Regions from separate parts of the Zea mays genome. Here region 1 is linked to region 2. A link is a contact called in public Hi-C data. All regions are on one chromosome and are shown on one strand. Each heading gives the region's core, a stretch centred on a gene start, on an enhancer-like site or on the middle of the called end of the contact. The rest is flanking DNA. Distances are from core to core; before and after follow the strand shown. Region 1 holds the start of LOC100286150. Region 2 holds the start of LOC103627725 (transcription factor TCP14).

Region 1 (2,759 bases), core at 17-2,516, 490 kb after region 2:
CCGACTAAATTTACATGGAAACAATACAACATATCGAACACAAGAGGAGAAGCGGCACGTGCGAGAGGAGAAGCGGCACATGGAGAGCTAGCCATCATGTGGGTCGGAGGAGCGAGGACGACGAAGACGATCGACGAGAAGCCAGAGAGTGCGGTGCGAGCTAATGTGATTCTGATGAGGAGGATAAGCTTAGCTTGCTTAAGCCCCTAGTGCTACTAGTACCCTACTACCCAGTGAAGCTTAGGCTTAGCAGAGACCACCATACGTGCGCGTGTAGCTAGTACATTTTGATATGGGAGAGCTAGCCACATGATCTCAGATCTAGGGAGGAGACAGGCAGGTGAAAGGAAGAGAAAGGTACACACACATGTAGAGCGAGCGAGAGAGAGAGAGAGAGAGAGAGGTTGAGATATACCCTAGCTAATTGAGCTCGGCTCCCGGCGGCCAGCCGGTGGAGAGAACAGATGGGCCGGGGGGCGCGGGCGCGCGCGGTCGTCGTTGTCGGCGATCGAGGTCGTCGCCGACCTCGCTCTCTCGCGCGCCGGCCGGCGCCGCCGCAGTAGGAGGCGCGTGGGCGATCAGGAGCGGAGGATGCTGCGGATGATCTCCGCGCCGGGGCTGTTGTGGTCCATGGTGGCCATGAGGTCGGACAGCCGGTCGCTCAGGTCGTCCACCTCCCGGTGCAGGCTCTTGATGTAGCTGCAGGTCTCCTTGAGCAGCTTCGTCGTCGACGCCTGCATTACATTCCGCGCCGCGCGCATTAGACGTTTGAAAACGGAAAAAAAAGGGCGCAGCAGGCGAACGGGAGTTAATTAGTTGAGCGGTCATGTGTGTTCGCAACGACGCACCTGGCCGGAGCCGCGGCGGCGGGAGCTGGGGAGCAGGGCCTGCAGCTTGGAGATGAGCTCGTTGATCTCGTCCTCGGAGATGTTGCCACGCGACGACGGCCTCCGGCTCGACATCCTCGCTCTCTAGCTAGCAAGCACAAGCTCGTCGTCGCACGTCAATTCTCGCTGCCGCCGCCTGCGCGCAGGATGGGGCTAGCTAGGCTTGAGAAGGAAGCTACCGCGTGTATGTGCGCGTCCACCGGCGCGCGGCTCGATCGTCGCTGGCTATCTAGTGGTGGTGGTGGTGTGTGGGCTCTTCCGGCCCTGGGGCGCAAAGGAAAAGCTGGAGGCCGGAGTGAGTAACTGAGCTGCGAGGGAGACAGAAAGGGAGAGGGGTGCCTTTATAGCGAGCTGGCTCGGGGCGGGGGTGGATCCAGATTGGGTTGGAGCGGAAGCGGGGACTCCATTATATTGTGTGCGTAGCGGAGACGAAGCAAGGATGGTGCTGCTGGTGTGTGTGTAGTAGATTATTAGTACCGATTCGCTCGACTGCAGAACGGGGGAGTACTGGGGAGACTGGGAGAGGGCGAGTTTCGGGGCCCCGCGTCTCTCTCTCTCTCTCTCTGTCTAATCACCGCGGCAGCTCCTCCTCTCAAGCGTGGCCCACCGGTAGGCAGGAGCCCGTGGGCCCCAGGGTAGCTATAATATGCTATGACCACCCGCCACTTGCCACGTGCCCGAGCTGGGTTGCGGTGTGTATTTTTACATTGCAAACGGAAAGAGAAGAAGAGTGCGGGCCTGTTTGGTTTGTGCCTAAATATGTCACACTTTGCCTAAGGTTAGTCGTTCGAATTGAATAACTAACCTTAGGCAGAAAGTTTAAGCAAATTGTGACAACTGAGGTAGTGAACCAAACATGCCTGTAGTCTCTCTGCCCTCGTTTGATCGAGCCAGCGACCTGCAGCAGGCAGCAGCCATGTCGAGTGTTGACCGATCCAGAGATCAATAAAGTAATAGCAAAACACGAGTGATCTGACAAGCCGTTTACTCGATCGGAATCCAAAGTGTAAAATCTAATCTGTGTATTTCGATAGAGTATGGAAATTGACCTTAAGTTGTTAATTTCTTTTTTTCTAAATTAATTACTCCGATCTTTCCTCTTTTAGCCAAATAAAAAGAGCTTTAACACATCAGAATGATAACTAACTCCTAATTATTTATACGTGATGTAGCGCAAGTGGGAGGCGCGCGGCAGCAGGCGACGTGTGAAGTTCTGTGTCTCCAACCTAGACGATCAAGGATCTATGGTTAGCTAGACTCGGGGCTTCTTAACGAAACCCATGCTGCTAATTTATGTAGGCAATAAAGGATCTACTACCGGCATGCTACTAACTGATAGGTTGCATGTAGGACAGCACACAGCAGACGTGAAGCCAGTAAGCGACACGGAGCACGTATTACTGTACTGCTAAGTTGACGTGGGCGACAGCGACTCTAATCATCGGGAGTCTTAATAAAACATAGCCATGCTTACATTGTCTGCTAGCTGATGAGCTGAAGAAAACAGAACACCACACAGCTAGCGGGAGACTCAAAAGATGCCCCCCCGGCCTGTCCCCGGTGCCCTGAATCTGTTAGCATACGTGCGCAATCCTCCATTCCCGTGCAGACTACTCCGGTGTTGTCGCCAACGATACTGTCTTAGCATCTAATTCAGCTAACTAACTAACTAACACGGGGGGAGCCGATCGAGGTACGGTGTATGCTAATGCCAGCTAGATGCCACAATACGATAATCAAGGAGCACGGTCGACGATCGGCGTAGCTAGCTAGCGCACGAACGCTCGACTTTGTCCACGTCCATGCATGATGCGATTGCTGGCCACGCGCGTGTCTACTGTACTGTACTGAACGCACGCAAATCTCGGAGGG
Region 2 (3,143 bases), core at 95-2,594:
CTAGTCTGGCTTGCATATAGGAACCAGCAGGCTGCACGGAGCCAAGTCAAGGAGGAGCACATGCCCTTATTTGGTTGTCATCTAAAAGTTGACCGTCTCTAGCACTCAGAGATGGTCGGAGCACGTTTAGAAAAGGCGGTCGCAGCAGCGGCTCAGCTTAATGTGTGTTGGCCTCTCCACTTATCGGTTTCCCACGACGACAACTACACAGAGGTAGTCTTTTGGTGCCATTTTTATTGCATTAAAAAATTTATCACAACAAATTTCAAAAACAAAACTTTGCAGAGCAGGGCATAAATTCCTTCGTGTTGTTGCGGCCCCTTTTATGTAGCAGTTCTGTTTCAGTTTACAAAACGTTCGCGTACACCAGGTCCATGCATGGCAGAAACACCACGAATTCTAAGGCTGGCAAACAAAGGAAGTAGCAAAAGGCTAATACAAAAGGCAACAGAATGATTACTTGTTGAGCTAACCCTACTTTATTATATCTTTGTCTGCTGTTGTTGCTCCCATACAGATTTTTCCCAAACAATTATATTCTTTAAAGATCAACTGTCATTTGTAAGAAGATATACAAGAAGTGTACTCTGATTATACTACAGGCGCGATTTGTGTCATTAAGCACGTACACAGTAGCACACACATGGCACATGGCAGTAGCAGATATCCACGTCGATCTGTTCACTACACATAAAAATGATGAAATGTGGAGGGGGCTACTGGGAAAGCACAAACATTTGCCGTATAACATAAGAGCAAAGAGAACTGGTGCGTGCTAACAACTTTTCCTTGTGTATTTTGACTTGGAGAGTGGCGGCTACAGTGTGCATGCAGTGCCATTGGGGATTGTTGAATGATAGAGAGCACCACACGTGGAATCTGAGCCACTGACTGCCTCTTTGAAACAGAAAAAGGGCCGGGGGAGAAAATATGGGGTGATTGGTGGGGAAAAAATATTTACATTTGGGATATAAAGAATCTCTTTTACAGTTCCTCATATATATGACCTGTTGTTCTATATAAATAGAAGAAAAACAAATTACTAAAAAGTTATTTTGTAAATTTTGATCTGCCTTTGTGGCCCTTCGATTAAGTGTTGGATATAAGGGGTTGTAAAAGATGGTGTTTCGCTTGGTGAGAGAGAATAGTGTCGTGGCATTCTTCTGGTGGTTAAACGGGAGATTCGTCTGTTAGCATCAGGAGAACATACCACGTTATGTTCTGCCACAGTACTGATGCACACTGTGCATGCGGGGATTAGCTAGCTAGGTGAACCTAATAATTTCCCCTCCCCCTCTGCTGTTCCTGTCTCCTCCGCCCTGCAGCTTATCCTCCTCACACCCACCGGTCTCCGTCCATGTACACTCATGTAGCAGCAGACTATACTATAGCGGTCTCTTTCTCTCTTTCTTCCTCCGGCTCCCTCCTCCTCCCATTCTATCCGACTCCGAGCATACCAGGATTCCATTTATCCGTCCATCTCTCTCCTCAAACCCTACAAAGTACAGCACCATCCACTTCCGGCCGCCAGCTTCGTCCCTTCTCCCCCCTGGCCTTCTCCTAGCTAGGGTCATCTAAATACTCATCTGCTCCTGCTTCCTCTCTCTCTCTCCCTCCCTGCTGAAATCACAGATGAACCATATCAAAAGGCCATAAGATAGTGTGTGTGATCTCCCACACGCACACACAAACGCAAGCTCGCTACCGGCCTTCCATCCATCAACCATCTTCTCTCTCATCATATATTCATATCATATGAGCAAGGATTCTTTCCACCCTACAATCTTCTTTCCCTGATAGCTAGCCAGCTCTCTCTCTTGGACTCTCTCTACAACCACACCTAACCTTCTCGGTCGGAGCTAGAGACCCACACCAGCAAGAGAGAAAGAGAAGAGGCAGGAGACATCAAGCCGTTCCACTCTCTTCCAAACAACTAGACCACTCCATTTACCCCGCAAGGAAACATACCAGCCAGGAGAGATACTTGTATCACTAGCTGTGTATATACACCATGGCTTAATTGACCATGGACGTCGCCGGCGACGGCGGAGGCGGCCGCCGCCCCAACTTCCCTCTGCAGCTCCTGGAGAAGAAAGAGGAGCAGCCGTGCTCCATCTCCGCTGCGGTGGGCGCGTCAGCGGGAGGCAACGGGAATGGATCGGGGGCCGTCGGAGGTGAGATGCAGCAGGTGCGGAAGGCGGCACCCAAGCGGAGCTCCACCAAGGACCGGCACACCAAGGTGGAGGGCAGGGGGCGTCGCATCCGGATGCCAGCGCTGTGCGCGGCCCGGGTGTTCCAGCTGACGCGGGAGCTCGGGCACAAGACGGACGGCGAGACCATCGAGTGGCTGCTGCAGCAGGCCGAGCCGGCGGTGATCGCGGCCACCGGCACCGGCACCATCCCGGCCAACTTCACCTCCCTCAACATCTCCCTCCGCTCCTCGGGCTCCTCCTTCTCCGCCCCGGCCCACCTACGCGCCGCCTTGCCTGCTAGCCCCGCCACCGCAGCCCGGTTCGGCCGTGCTGACGCGTGGGACCGGGTTGTCGGCCTTGCCTTCCCTTCGGAGGGCCCGGCCTCGTCATCTTCGTCGCCGTCGCCTTTGTTGCTTAATTTCAACTCCGGCAGCGTCGGTCTTGACGCGCAACAGTCGCCGTCTGCCGCGGCTGCAGCCGCAGCCGCCGATATGACAAGGAAGAGGCGGTGGGAACAAGAAATGCAGCAGCAGCAGCAGCAGCAAGCGCAGCAATATCAGCAGCAGATGGCGGGGTACACGCAGAGCCAAATGCCGGGCACCGTGTGGATGGTGCCGAGCAGCAACAACACGCAGGGTGGTGGTACACCTTCCAGCGGCGGCAGTGGCGGATGCACCGGCGAGTCTATCTGGACGTTCCCGCAGATGGGCAGCGCCACCGCCGCGGCTGCCGTGTACCGGGGGAGCGTGCCGAGCGGGCTACATTTCATGAACTTCCCCGCACCGGTGGCGCTGCTTCCAGGGCAGCAGCTTGGGCTCGGCTCCGTGGGAGGCGGCGGCGGCGGCAGCGGAGGCGGCAGCGGAGGCGAGGGGCACATGGGGATCCTCGCCGCCCTCAATGCGTACCGGACACAGGTGGTAACGGATCCCGCGGCCAGTCAGGGCGGGGGAG

The links. A called contact is a pair of places that touch in the nucleus more often than the background predicts.
Region 1: a Hi-C map of leaf shows a contact between it and region 2, with 10 times the contacts expected there. The contact joins the promoter of LOC100286150 here to the promoter of LOC103627725 in region 2. A contact is called at or near these places in 4 of 25 Hi-C or Micro-C datasets (ear, leaf and tassel).

Annotation. Positions count from the first base shown.
Region 1 is chr5:215,854,280-215,857,038 of Zm-B73-REFERENCE-NAM-5.0, forward strand. It overlaps LOC100286150, which reads right to left and starts at 1,267. Exons shown (of 2, transcript NM_001159038.2): 1 at 849-1,267; 2 at 1-734. The coding sequence starts at 962. The coding sequence ends at 579.
Region 2 is chr5:215,365,100-215,368,242 of Zm-B73-REFERENCE-NAM-5.0, forward strand. LOC103627725 (transcription factor TCP14) reads left to right here and starts at 1,345. Exons shown (of 1, transcript XM_008648035.3): 1 at 1,345-3,143. The coding sequence starts at 2,027.